Linked DNA regions of Sus scrofa: region 2 is linked to region 1. Evidence: chromatin contacts called from public Hi-C data. All regions are on one chromosome and are shown on one strand. Each heading gives the region's core, a stretch centred on a gene start, on an enhancer-like site or on the middle of the called end of the contact. The rest is flanking DNA. Distances are from core to core; before and after follow the strand shown. Region 1 overlaps HECTD4 (probable E3 ubiquitin-protein ligase HECTD4). Region 2 holds the start of NAA25 (N-alpha-acetyltransferase 25, NatB auxiliary subunit).

What was found. Hi-C and Micro-C count contacts between places; a contact is called where the count stands out from the background.
Region 2: a Hi-C map of alveolar macrophages shows a contact between it and region 1, with 4 times the contacts expected there. The contact joins the promoter of NAA25 here to the enhancer-like site in region 1. A contact is called at or near these places in 3 of 5 promoter capture datasets (fetal liver and liver), 23 of 47 Hi-C or Micro-C datasets (alveolar macrophages, blood, brain and 12 more) and 2 of 2 datasets of contacts at active chromatin or transcription factors (alveolar macrophages and skeletal muscle).

The regions. Positions count from the first base shown.
Region 1 is chr14:39,527,627-39,534,897 of Sscrofa11.1, reverse strand. HECTD4 (probable E3 ubiquitin-protein ligase HECTD4) reads right to left here. Exons shown (of 76, transcript XM_013990365.2): 68 at 6,891-7,037; 69 at 6,031-6,150; 70 at 5,228-5,383; 71 at 3,552-3,655; 72 at 3,078-3,299; 73 at 1,160-1,326; 74 at 724-919; 75 at 1-156. Among named protein-coding and RNA genes, the nearest start is that of TRAFD1, 49 kb to the left of the region's middle. Within about 2 kb of position 2,532, at least 26 of the 83 cell types and tissues checked have an H3K27ac peak or open chromatin away from gene starts, as enhancers often do. A contact at or near this core is called in alveolar macrophages, embryonic fibroblasts, retroperitoneal adipose tissue and 2 more, where this site is marked.
Region 2 is chr14:39,604,910-39,611,561 of Sscrofa11.1, reverse strand. NAA25 (N-alpha-acetyltransferase 25, NatB auxiliary subunit) reads right to left here and starts at 4,763. Exons shown (of 24, transcript XM_021074209.1): 1 at 4,612-4,763. The coding sequence starts at 4,669.

The DNA.
Region 1 (7,271 bases), core at 1,283-3,782:
GTCTTTGCAGGGGCAGGTGAATGGGATGCGCTCCTGGTTGCAGGCAAACTTGATGAACTTGCACAGCTCCTCCTGGGCAAACATCTCCAGTGCCCCCCAGAAGAACTCGATGTGCTGGTCTGTCTCCATCAGCCCCACCTGGTACATGGTGTGGGCCTGGGGAAGAAAGGCCCACACATGTGAGCCGGCCTGCAGTGGGCCAGAACCCGGAGCGGGTGCCGCAGGGAAACACGGCCGTGGGACACAGCGAGTTGCCAGGATGACAAGGTCCACAGAGGCAGCGGCTGTCTGTGTGACCAGCCTACACAGGAGGCCCGGAGCAGGGGCTCTACTATGTTACCGCCTCTGTGTAACACACACACACCTCAGTACACTAAAATGAAACTCACTGGGTAGGTCCTGTCACCATTCCCACTAGAGGTGAAGTCACCTGGCAAGGTCCCCGGCTGGCATGGGCCAGGGTGAGGAGTGGAGGGGGCTTGGCAAGAATATGCCACCTGAGCCTGGGGGTTCATTCATGGGCTCTGGAGGCAGGGGACCTGGGTCTGAGGTCTGACTCTGCTGCTTCCTGGCTGGGTGACCTTGGCAAGTGACTCTCTTACAGTGAGATGGGAGTGAGCACAGCTCCCCCCGACAGGAGGGGGACAGAGGAAGTACTGTGACATGTGACGGGCCACTGCAGACATGCCTGCCAGCCCAGCCCAGCCCGGCTTTGCCACCGACCTTCAGGAACTCAAGGTTGATGTAGGGGAGGCCGCACGTCCGCAGCTCCATCTCCAGCGGGCTGAGCGTGGTGAGCAGCTGCAGGGGGATGATGGAGCCCAGCCCCGCCCGTACGGCCGTCACGCACTCCACGTTCTGCAGCTCCCGCAGCCGCAGGCTCCGGATGGTGGCCGCGTAGATGTCCTTGTTCTCCCACCTGCGGGCCACGGGGGACGCGGTGAGGGACGATGCCCAAGAGGCTGCTCTGGCGCCAGAGGACCCCAGACTGCTACCTGGATTTCCCGGGCCTGGCAGCTCAGTGACTCCCCTCTGCTCTGGGTCCACCGCCTCAGCCCGGCCACTGAAGATGTTCCACCAGCTCTCCCGGGGCCCACGGTCCAGCCCACATCCTCCCCCTGGTGAGAGCCACTCGGCCCAACCGAGGCCGCACACTCACGCCACAGGGATGTGCCGGCCGCGGCTGCACAGCTCCACCTCCTCGCCCGTCATGGTCAGGTAGGTGAACCGGCAGCAGGGCTTGTTGGGCCCGTCGGGGCTCTCGGTGGCCAGGTGCTGGGAGGCGATCTCGGCGCACAGGGCCTCCAGCTCAATCTCGTCATTGATCTGGAGGGCAGAGCAGAGCGAGGCTGACCCAGACTGACCCAGGCCCCCGGAAGATGGAACCCCAACCCAGTTGGGCAAACACCAGGTACTGCCTGGGTAGGGGCTACCGTGGCCACTGTGAGTGGGTAGATGGCAGAGGCCTGGCCTGTCAGCCTTGCCATGACTTGAAGGTTAGGCACATGACCCAGGCCTGGCTAATGGGACCCAAATTACAGCCACCCCAACTGGGCACGGCTGAAGGTGGGTGCCATCTTGAGATCAGTCATTGACAGCATCATGGAGGTACCTGGATTCTGCCCTAGAGCCAAATCTGCATCTGTACTTTTAAGAGTGAATCATTTAAAAAAAAGGTATGTGTGGGGGGAGTTCCCGTTGTGGCTCTGCAGGTTAAGAATCCAACATGGTCTCCATGAGGATGCAGGTTCGATCCCTGGCCTTGCTCAGTGGGTTAACAATCTAGTGTTGCCATGAGCTGTGGTGTGGGTCGCAGACGTAGCTCGATCTGGCATTGCTGTGGCTGTGGTGTAGGCCAGCGGCTGCAGCTCCCATTTGACCCCTAGCCTGGGAACCTCCATATGCCACGGGTGTGGCCCTAAAAAGAAAAAAAAAAAAAGTTTCTCATCTGGATTGAGCTGGGGTTTCTGTCCTCAGAGGGCCCTGACTTGATTCCCCTTGTGTGAGGTATGTGGGCCACCTCTCTAGCATCGGCACCCCATTGATGGAAATTTAGGGTTCACAAGACCCTGATGAGCATGCTGGGCTACTGAGGAGAGGATAGGAACTGACCCAGCGGAAAAGCCTGCGGCTCTGGGGTGGTGATGACAGCGGGCACCCCTGACAAGTTCAAGGCGTTTCTTTCTGGTTTCTGTGCCTCCTCCTTCTCCCCTCCCCAAGATGGTTCTGTATCCCGGCTTGCCTGTCCTCCCCAGACAGAAGCCTTGGCTGGACTGTCTGCCTGGACACCAGCTTTTTTGTTTTGTTTTGTTTTCATTTGTTTATTCGGACACTATCTTAGAGGCCCTGCCAGTCTCAGGCCTCTGCTGCCACCCACAGCTCCTGAGGACTTCTCACAGCAGTGGCTGGGAACGACTCATAAATCCCCAGTCCACGGGGGGTGTCCTGCTTTGACCCTTCAGACAATTCACGTCAGCCCTGTCTGTGCTGCAACGCCCGCTGCTCGCCAGGCGCCTGGCTCAGCTGCTCCCACATGCTGGCTCCCCCAAGTGGCAGCTGTGGGGATTACAGAGAGCAGGTACTGGGGGCCCCTCAGAGGGCCTTCACGTCTGTGTCACCGGAGGCCCACCAGCTGGCACTTCCTTCAGCAGTTGTCCCCCATGGAGAGCAGCCTTCTTCAGGCCTCAGGAGAGGGAACAAGTGCTGTGTTCCCAGCGCTCTGCCTAGGTGATGCCCCAGAGCTGATCTCCTGCGCCCTTCGTGAAGCCCCGAAACGAAGCTCTTAAAAGTGAAACCAGCTCTGCGTGGAGCAGTTCCCACCCAACACCTCTGCTCCCTCTGCTGTGGGGGCCCCTTCCCCCTGTGTCCTTACGAGGTGGGGCAGATGGTAAAGGAGGGAGGCCAGGGGCTCCGGGCCCCGTGAGGCAAGCCTCGCCAGTAGATGTGCCTCATGCTCCCTCATGTTCTCTGGGAGGTCCCTGTCAGTCCCCAGGGGGGCCACAGAGGCCTAAGCAGAATGGCAGGCCACTGCTCTGGGGTCCTGCTGTCCCCTAGAAAAAAATGTGTTTTTTACTTACACTCTCAAATTTCTTGACATAATTGTAGGTGAGGATGTCTGCTTCCTGCAGGTCTTGGTCAGGGTCCAGGGGCTCCCCTACCAGCGTCTTCCAGAAGGAGGGCAGGAGGTCCAGGGGAAGAGGGACATCTGCTCGAATTGCAATTCCCAGCAACTGGCCCAGGAAGTGCAGCAGCTGCTCCTCCCCGTAGGTGATGGGGCTTGGGGTCAGGATGTACTTCCCCTGAAAGTGGAGGCACGCGTGAGCTGACCCACCTGTGCCTCTACTGGCCCCAGGAACATGTGTCCCAGGCTCACGTGACCCATGGCAGGCAGGAGGGAACCACTGCAAAGGGAGGCCCTGCCCAGACCAGGAAGGCTGGTGAAGCACCAAGCTGACGAGGCCATGCACCTGGCGAGCCACTGCTCCCAGGGAGCTGACTGCCGGGGGGGCGGGGGGAACACTAGCCGCAGCTGCCGGGGCCTGGTGTCTTACCTTGTTCTTGTTGACGGCGGAGCTGGGGCACAGCAGGAGGAGGGACAGTGAGGAGCTCTGCAGCTCTTTGCACACCTGCCACAGGAAGTGGCGGAAGGAACCGCCTACACGATAGACAGGGACCCATCAGCCTTCCCTGCCTGTAGGCCCTGTCCCCATCAGGAACGTCAGCGCCTCTGCCCCCCACCCCTGACCCAGGCTTCAGTGGCCTAGAAAGAGAACTCGCTGAGGGCTGGGAGAACACAGGGCCACTGATGAGCTGGGCGATTCCTGGGAATCACGTTCCTGCTGGAGCCAGCCTCAGCCCCTCATCTCCCAAAGGCGGGCAGTGACTGTCCCGACCTCCAGGCTGGTTTCAGGGATTGAGTGAGATCAAAGGCAGGCCCTATGTGGGACACCTATCACAGTTGCAAGTTGACAATGATGCTGAGGGCTTGTAGGACCCATGTTTGCCTCCTGTGCTGGGCTGGAAGCAGGGCTCCATTTCACTCAGAACTGTGTCCAGCCAAGCCCGGGACCTCAGTGTGCATTCAGTGTGTGTATAACTACACGGATGGACGCATGACACAGGCGAAGGGCAGTGGGCAGTGATCGACTCCTCTCCTGCTGCCACTCCAAACCTGCCTTTGGGTTTTTGGCAAAACTCTTCTCTATGGCTGGGGCTCCCTTGCTCTCCCCTGTGCATCCCCATTGGTGTCCTGAGGCATGAGAACAGCTGTGCACATACCGCTTGGTCAGACCCACGGGGAGGACTTGGCTGGGGAGATGTCAGGGCTTGGCCTTCACTCGGTTCCAGGAGAAAAGCAGGAGACTCTTGTCTCCTGAAGCCATCAAGGGCTGGGCTTTGGAACTGGACAGACCTGGGTTTGAACCCCAGTGAGCCCCCTGACCCTGGGAAAGCTACTTAACTTTGTGGAGCCCCAGTTTCCCCATCTGCAAAGCGGGACAGAGCTGGTGTCATTAGGAGCGTTAAGGTGTTGAGCCTGGTGTCTCAGTGAACAGAGCTATTCTCTGAGGTGTGCCCAGAGGCCGCATGATGAGGGCGGGATGGGAGACAGAGCAGCCCCAACAGTGTTCTCAGCCCGGTGCGGCTACCGGAAGAGGAACTTTCTTCCCCCATCCAGCGTGAGAGGATTTTCTGAGTGTCTGGGCTAATCTGACTGAAAGGATCCCCAGGGAACATTTTCTGAGTGGCCATTCCTCATCCCTGCAGCGTGAGATGTCAGAAGGTGCCATTTTGATCACAGGCTCCTCAAACCCCTGTCTCTCATGGGGCACATACAAGATTTTAACTCAACCCCTCAGCCAGGGGGGTCTTCCTGGAAAAGAAGTCCAGTCCACGGTGAGGGCATCTCTCCCAGGTCCACTCGGCAAGAAACGCACCCCTAGCATTGACCACAGCCTGGAAGGTGCTGCGCTGAAGTCACCGACCAGCAGGGGGCGCGAGATCCCCAGGGAACAGGGCAAGTCTGAGGGGCTGGGTTTGGGGAGCCTGGACAGAGGGTCACTCTAGGGCAGACCTGGCTTCTGGGCAGAGCGCGATAATAAGGGTGGGGCTCTACTGTTGCTAATGGGTAAGATCTTTAGGCTAAAAATTACCCCAGAAATTTTTACTTTCTGAACACAGCCTCCATCCTGAACTGGCTGAAAGAGGCCCCGGCGGGGCCGCCACTTACTGGTGCCGTGGACCTCCTCCCCAGTGAAGCGGATGTTGAAGGCATAGGTGGGGTCACCGCCACTCGCCAGTTTGACGCAAAGCTGGGAAGATGGCACCGAGGCCAGCTGCCTGGCCGCCTGGCAGAAGTAGGAGTTTTCAGAGGCTCTGATCTCCCCTGGAAGAGAGAGATGAAGAGCTGAAACCTTCGGGGCGCCTCTCACCTCCCAGCCCCGCCCCCCCCTCCCCTCACCCAGCCCAGCTCCTGCCTGCTCTCTGCTCCTGGAACATCTTTGGATCTTTCCTGCCTCTGCCTGTGGGTCCCTCAAGGGGCCCACCCTCCCTGTTCTCCGGGGATCGCCCCCCCCATCCTTCCGTGAGTCTGGGTGAGCCTCCCGCCTCAGCGGGCTCCTCTCATTCGCCCTCCTGACGTCTGTCTGCACAGGCCGTGGCAAAGACTCCAGCTGCCTTCCCAGTATCCAGCTTCCCCTCTTTGGGGCCAGAGCCCTGATTTTAGCAGCTGCAGGGCCAGAAGAAAGCCCACTCTCTCGCCCTGCCCCCCGCGGAGGCGTGGCCTGTGCCGCTGCCCCTCCCCCCCCCCCCCCCCCCCCCGCTGCTCGGCAAGGGGCGCTGTGGAATGACTGGAAGCGGGAAGCCAAACAATGGGACGATGGGACACACGGCAGGACAACAGGAGTGGCAGCACCCACGAGGGACAGCCAGAGCTGCCCTGGGCTGCCCTCTTCTAGAGGCTTCTAATGTGAGAGAAATCAACTAGTTTAAGCACCACTGCCTGCATTTTCTGGCTTGTGTAGCTAATCTCACCTCCTACGATCTCCAGAGGGTCCAGAGTGATCTCTGGCGCCGCGTGGTCAGCCGTCCTCTGCACAGTGGCGTTCAGCACTCGATTCATGACCGTCACCTTCGTGTCATAAAAGATCAGCCCTGATGGAGGAATGTGGGAGAGAGGCTGGGATGGGGCGGCTTCTCTTCCTTCCTGGTCACCCTGAGGCCCAGAGGAGGCCACGCTGTCCCCTGTGGGTCCATCCGGTCTCTCCTGGAGCAGCCGCTGGCCCCTGGGGTGAGGGTTGGGGGGATGGGACATGCCACTGGAGGGAGAGTCATTTTACCCAAACATGAGCACAGAATGAAACCACTGGATCCTGTCACACCTGGAGACACCTGGCTTCCAGGAATACAAACCCAAATCCACAAAAAACGAGGTTTTGCTGTGGCAGTTTCTGGAACAGCCAAAACTAAAAACCACCGAGGTGTGTTATCAGTAAGGATATGGCACCTGCACTCTGGACAGTAAGGCAGGGAGGCTCTGTGCCGCTGGACATGCAGGGACCTGCAAAGCAGGGCCGTGGAACAGAATGTACAACAGGATACCCAGTTTTTGATGAACAAAAAAATGGAAAAATGTGTGTCTATTGTATGTGAACAGAGAAGTCTGGAAGGACAGACTCATTTGTCTGGTCGTCTCCAGGATTCAGGGATGTGGGGAACAGCCCGCGAGTCAAAGCTTTAACTTTATACATCTCTAAATAGTCTCAAAGCTCTGTTAGGTACATTTATTTTTTCGAAGCACATTTTTTTTCAGAGCATAACTAAAGTAACTGCTCTTGGGTAGAACCTCTGCTCCAGGTTGGGTGTGGGGATGTCTGGGAGGCCCGGACACCAACCTTTGGCCTCCTGCAGCAGGGCGGCGATGCTGTGGGTGTACATGGGTGTCTGGCGCAGCTCCACCAGCGGCAGGAAGAAGGTCTCCAGCGTGGTGTTCAGGGACTGCAGCAGGGCGAAGCGCAGGCGCAGGCTCTCGATGGGCATGTCTGTGGGGCATGAGGGGAGGTCAGGTGGGGCTCAGCACGGCATCCCCACGTGCAAGCAGCTCAGGAGGCCAGGTCACAGGGAGGGCCCCAGAGTGGGCACTTCAAGTGGAACGAGGCTCGTGTGTGTGTGTGTGCGCGCGCGCGTGCGCGTGCTTTTTTAGGGCTGCACCCATGGCATATGGAGGTTCTCAGGCAGGGGTCAAATCAGAGCTGCAGCTGCTGCCTACACCACAG
Region 2 (6,652 bases), core at 3,514-6,013, 74 kb before region 1:
ATCTACAAACTATACCACAGCTCACGGCAACGCCGGATCCTCAACCCACTAAGCAAGGCCAGGGATCGAACCCGCAACCTCATGGTTCCTAGTCGGATTCCTTAACCACTGAGCCATGACAGGAACTCCGAAAGCAGTGTTTTTCAAAACATCACTCCAACTAAAAGTTTTCAGGAGGTTCTTACAGGCAGCACTAGATAACGCTCACAGTGAAAAAGTTGAGCTCTTTTCTTTCCTTTATATTAAGGATAGTCTCAGTTTGGTATTAGCCTATCATTTCTTTTTTTTTTCTCCTCCGTTTTCAGCCACACCTTCGGTATATGGAAGTCCCCAGGCCGGGGACTGGGATCAAATCTGAGCCACAGCTTCAAACTATGCCACAGCTGCAGCAAGGCATAGGGATGCACCAGGTCAGAAATCAAAGCAGCATCTCCACAGAGACAAGTCAGATCATTACCCCACTGTGCCAGAGGCAAAACTTCAGCCTGTCACTTTTTTTTTTTTTTTTTGTCTTTTGTCTTTTTAGGGCCACACCTGAAGCACATGGAGGTTCCCAGGCTAGGGGTCTAATCAGAGGTGTAGCCACCAGCCTACACTAGAGCCACAGCAACACCAGATTCGAGCCGCATCTGCAACCCATACCACAGTTCACGGCAACACCAGATCCTTAACCCACTGAGCAAGGCCAGGGATCGAACCCACAACCTCATGGTTCCTAGTCAGATTCATTAACCACTGAGCCATGACGGGAACTCCAGTCACGATGGGAGTTTTTTTTTTTTTTTTTAAGTTGTGCTAATAGCATGTAGAAGTTCCTGGGCCAGGGATCAAACCCACACCACAGTGGTGACCCAAGCCACAGCAGTGACAATGCTGGATGCTTCAGCACTAGGCCACCAGGAAACTCCACCTATTTTTCCTTTTTAAACAAAGAAGGCATAGGTCTCAGAGTTTCACAATGATCAGAAACTGGTTAAGGAGTTCCCTGGTGGCTCAGCAGGTTAAGGATCTGGTGGTGTCACTGAAGTGGCTCTGATTACTGTGGTGGCACCGGTTCAATCCCTGGCCCAGGAACTTCCACATGCCACAAAGGCAGCCAGAAAAAAGGAAAAAGACTTTAATAACATTGTTTTGTTTTCATTGTATGGTTGTTCTTTTTGTTTTGTTTTTTTTTAATGATCACACTTGAAGCATATGAAAGTTTCCCTGCTAGGGGTTGAATTGGAGTTGCAGCTCCTGGCCTACACCACAGCAACACCGGACCCTAGCCATATCTGTGACCTGTGCTGCTGCTTGCAGCAATGCCAGATCCTTAACCCACTAAGCAAGGCCAGGGATCCACATCCTCGAGGATACTATGTCAGTTTCTTAACCTGCTGAGCCATAATGAGAGCTCTGTATGTATTTATTTTTATGGTTTTGTTTTCTCAGGCAAGTGACAGGTTTTCCACTAATGGTAATGATACAGATTATTTTAAAATAAATTTAAAAGTCACAGCTGCAGCTCAGATTCTATCCTTGGCCCAAGAACTTCCACATGCCCTAGGGTTAGCTGAAATAATAATAATAATAATAATAATAATAATAATAATAATAATAAATGCTTTCTAACTGATGGCCTTACACACTACATTTGCTCCCTTTTAAATTACTTCCCCCACAGTATTCAGAGCTATCTTTCTAAAGCGCAAGCCTAATTACACCACTCCAATTAAATCTCTTCAGCTTTTCCCACTGTCTTTAAAACAAATGTCAAAAACTTTAAAATGGCTTACAAAGCTGAGTCCGTCTACCTCTGAAGCCTCGTCTCACCCATCTCTATATTCCAACTGTTTAAGTCTCTTCTTAGGTCCTCAAGTAGAACAAGATCTTTTTACGCACTCTCTCTGTCCATCATTCCTCCCCATCTCATGGCCTGACTAACCTCTGCTCTTCTTTCATGTCCAAAGTAAAACGTCACTTCCACAGAGAACCTTTTTTTGAACTGTCCCCAACAATCAAGATGCCCATAGTGGAGTTCCCGTTGTGGTGCCAAAGAAATGAATCTGACTAGGAACCATGAGGTTTCAGGTTCAATCCCTGGCCTCACTCAGTGGGTTAAGGATCCAGCGTTGCCCTGAGCTGTGGTGTAGGTGGAAGACGTGGCTCGGTTCTGGCATTGCCGGGGCTGTGACGTAGGCCAGCAGCTGTAGCTCCAATTTGACCCCTAGCCTGAGAACCTCCATATGCTGTGGGTGTGGCCCTAAAAAGACAAAAAGACAAAAAAAAGAAAAAAAGAAAAAAAAATTTTTAAAGTGAATAATGGTGGCGTTCCCATCATGGCGCAGTGGTTAACAAATCTGACTAGGAACCATGAAGTTGTGGGTTCGGTCTCTGGCCTCGCTCAGTGGGTTGAGGATCCAGCGTTGCCATGAGCTGTGGTGTAGGTCGAAGATGAGGCTCAGATCCCGAGTTGCTGTGGCTCTGGCGTAGGCTGTCGGCTACAGCTCTGATTTGACCCCTAGCCTGGAAACCTCCATATGCTGCGGAAGCAGCCCTAGAAAAGGCAAAAAGACAAAAAATAAATAAATAAAGTGAATAATGGTAAAAGAAAGCATTAGGGCTCACCAAGTCACATGAGAATACAAAATCTGTTCAGAACCCCATAGCGCAAGAGAATCATTTTAGCAAAAGGATAATGAGTAATAAAGTTCTAGGAAGGTCAAGGTGGTTTTCAAAAATCAAAAGTAAATACCTGGAGTTCCTATTGCGGCTCAGCGGAAACAAATCCAACTAGTATCCATGAGGATGCAGGTTCAATCCCTGCCCTTGCTCAGTGGGTTAAGGATCTGGCATTGCTGTGAGCTGTGGTGTAGGTCACAGATGCAGCTCGGATCTGGCATTACTGTGGCTGTGGGGTAGGCCAGCAGCTGCAGCTCTGATTTGACCCCTAGCCTGGGAACCTCCATAGGCCACAGTGCAGCCCTAAAAGGCCAAAAAAAGAGAGAGAGAGAGAAGTCTACAGGCAGCTTTTGCAGACAGCTATATAATGAGCCACAAATTGTAAACCCTGGATTCAGTTCCTACTCTCGGTCATCCTTGCATATGTCATCTCTGCCCTTTGAAAATATTTACTGGAGGCATGAGAATACACAGTCCTGGGAAAATGGAAATCTACCACTCACCACCTATGTGACCTTTGGTAAGCCAGTGTTTTCAGCTCAAAGTGAGGTGATTTCTAGCACAGTGGTTAAAAGAGTAAGTCTGGGACAGTCCACAAGGGTTCAGATCCTAGCTTCGTGTTAGCTGAGTGACCACAGACAAATTACACATCAATAAAGCCCCAGTTTCCTCATCTGTGGAAAGAAAGGGAGGGGGTTGTAAAAACTACCTATCTCAGGAGTATGTGTGAAAATTAAATGATAAATATAAAAGGCTGAGGACAGTGACTGACATAATTAACAGTCTATATATATTAGCTATTATTATTTTTACCCACCTCACAAAGCTGTTGCTAGAATCAAATGAGATGTGAGTAAAGTATCATACAAATTACAAAAAGTAGCAATTGTACCAGAAATATATAGTTACCCCCTTCCAAAAAAAAAAAGTTAAGTGATCTCAGCCCTGCGGAGAAACCTCCATTTAGTAACATCCACACTATAAACATGAGACCTAATTTTGCGAAAAACCACTGACCTTGAAGCCTTCCTTCATCAAGAAGTGACACAGACCAAGACCATACAACCATCTAACAGGAACCACTATCCAATTACAGAACACCTCGGTAATTGAAGAGATGTTTCTGTGACTCAAATATGTGATTTTTCACAATAAGTGTAGCAGAACGATATCAAGGTCTTAAAACCTGAGGATTGGGCTAAGCGTTACAAAGGGGGATCCACTCAGCACACAGAAGGCAAGCTGCAGAAAGCCAGAAAAGCTACAGAAAGGAAAGGCCCTGCACGCCCCTCCAAACTATCACAATCTTCCCATCGCTATTTTGGGCCCAAGACCACCACCCCCCCGCCCCCGCCTCCCACGTGTACCCTGAGCAGCTGTTCCTCCACCAAAGAGCTTTCGATGGGGAGCCTCAAATCTGGGCCTGTTCCTGACTCGATTCGGGTGACCTTGCGTCAGCTCCTTCCTCTCTCAGAACCTCAGTTTCTCTCTGTTCACCAAGCACTGTTGGTCAGACAACATTTTAGGCCCAGTTTCCATAAGTAAAAAGTCTTCAGTGGGGGTTTTCCCTCAAGTAGGGTGTTTCAGCCCTGTACCGGAGCTAGCTTCCACCTGCGGGCAGATCTTGGGTGTCCCTTGGCGTGGCCCCAACAACGCGACCTGCGAGCAGAGCAGATCTCTACCAGAGGAAATGTCTTACAAAGCCTGCCTGTCGGGCCAGCTCTGCCGACCTGCCGCTGCCCTAACAGCGCAGCTGCCACCTCAGGGCTCTGGAAGGCCAGGCCGGCGCTTCCGCGAGGCCCGTGACTGAGGCCTAGAGGCCCGCGCGGCCGACCCCCTGTGCTCGCCAGCCCTGCTCCTGGCCACTCAGCGACCCTCCTGGGCCTTTACCCTGGCCCCGGCGGCCCTCGGCGTATCCGGCTGGCGACTAGACTGGCCCCAGGCACTCACCGTAAATGGGCCGGAGGCGCCTGTCGTTAGGGTCCTGCACATGGCCCCGCGTCGCCATGATGACAAGCGCAGAACAGCAGTGCGCACGCGCAGGGCAGGCCCCCGGGAAGGGGCCGTTAAAGGGCCAGCGCCGATCTCGCTCGTCTATCGCGATGGTCGCGGGGTTGCGATTGAACGCGCCTGCGCGGAAAGGGACAACACTTACACCGCACCCCTCCCACAGACTATTGCCACTTTGAGGGATACGTCTCCCCTTTGCTGATGGAATCAGTCTAGCTGATAGAGGCGGCCGTTGCTATTAAAATCCCGTCCGAGTCACTTACGGGAGAGTGAAGAAAGGAGAGAAACTCTTGGTCAGAGTTAGGGCTCTGCTGCTCCAGTTTATCTTATTTCTCATCTGTGCTGAAGGACCAGTTAGACTTGTCTTTGATTAATTGTTGAGGAACTGGGACCTCCTCTGGGAGGGTGACCCAGGAGAGAGTAGGGGAAAGGGGTGCTGACCAACAGTAGAAATCTGCCAGAAATGTTCGAGATCCCTTCATCTCTCTCCTGGTGCTCAGCCAACTAAGAAGCACCCTAGATTTATAGTAATCCAGTGGATTTGTCAACTATACCGCAATAAAACTGAAGGAAAAAAGTAATTCAGTTAGTATGTGCAGTTAGTGTTGCAAGCTCTAAATGAATTATTTCATTAATACTCATAACAACCCTAGTATCTCCTTAGAAGGTAGATACTATCCTCTTTTCTACTGGTGGGTTTATTCATACCCAATATAATTATCCAGTGCCTATTATGCCGCTGTTTCTGTTTCGAATTTAGGCAGAGAAGATACATTGTAAATAAATCAGAGCTTTCCTGGGGCCTTCCTTGCTGGGAGGGAGATCATCAAATAAGTATGTCAGTATATTAGGTGATAATAAATGAAACTGAGAAAAGGAGAACAGGGACGGGGGGCAATTTTATATAGTGTGGTTAGAAAAAGCGACAATTGTCAGAAAAGTTAAATAAAGTGGGAGATGGGAGTTCTCTTGTGGCACAGCAGGTTAAAAATCCAGCATTGCCATGGCTGTGGCGTGGGTTTGATCCCTGACCTGGGAACTTCCACATGCCTGGGTCGAGGTGAAAGAAAAAAACCAAAAAACTGTCAAGGTCATGAAAAATAAGGAAACTATGAGAAACCATAATAGTCCAATGAAACACGATAACCAAAGGTAATGTGATATCCTGGTTGGGATCCTGAGACAGAAAAAAAAAGGGCATTAGTGGAGAAACAGAAGAAATGCAAATAAAATCTAGAATTTAGTTAATAGTATTATGCTAATGTTGGTTTCTCATTTTGACGAATGTAAATTACATGGTAATGTAAGATGTTAACATTAAGGTTAACTGGTTGAAGAGTAGTAAAAACTTTACCCTCTTTTCAGCCTTTCTGTTAAGTCTAAAACCATTCCAAAGTAATAGATTTTTAATACATTTTTAATAATGGGGGGTATTTTTTAACTACATGCACTAGAAACTCTCATCCCAACTCTGTCCTGGGGCAAGCTAAAGAGGAAGAAAAAAAATTCCAGAAGCAAGTGCACAGAGAAATTCTTGTTGAAAATGGTTGGGAGTGGTGGTGGAGGGGAAGGGGGGGGGGTCCCTCCAATAAATATACAATATGCGATCCCCATGGAAAAATCATTTCTTTTTGTGTGTGTGTGTCTTTTTAGGGCCAAACTCTTGGCATATGGAGGTTCCCAGGCTAGGGGTCAAATCAGAGCTACAGGTGCCAGCCTATGCTGCAGCAATACAGGATCCGAGCCACATCTGTGACCTAGGCCACAACTCACACCAACACCAGATTCTTAACCCACTGAGTGAGGCCAGGGATTGAACCTGAGTCCTCATGGATACTAGTCAAATTCGTTTCCCCTGAACCATGATGGGAACTCCCTAGACCTGCTGATTATTAAGCACTCCCCCAGACCCGGTGAATCTATCACTCTAAGAGTGGGCACAGCAATCTGTATCTTTGCAAATCCTCTTGTGATTTAGATT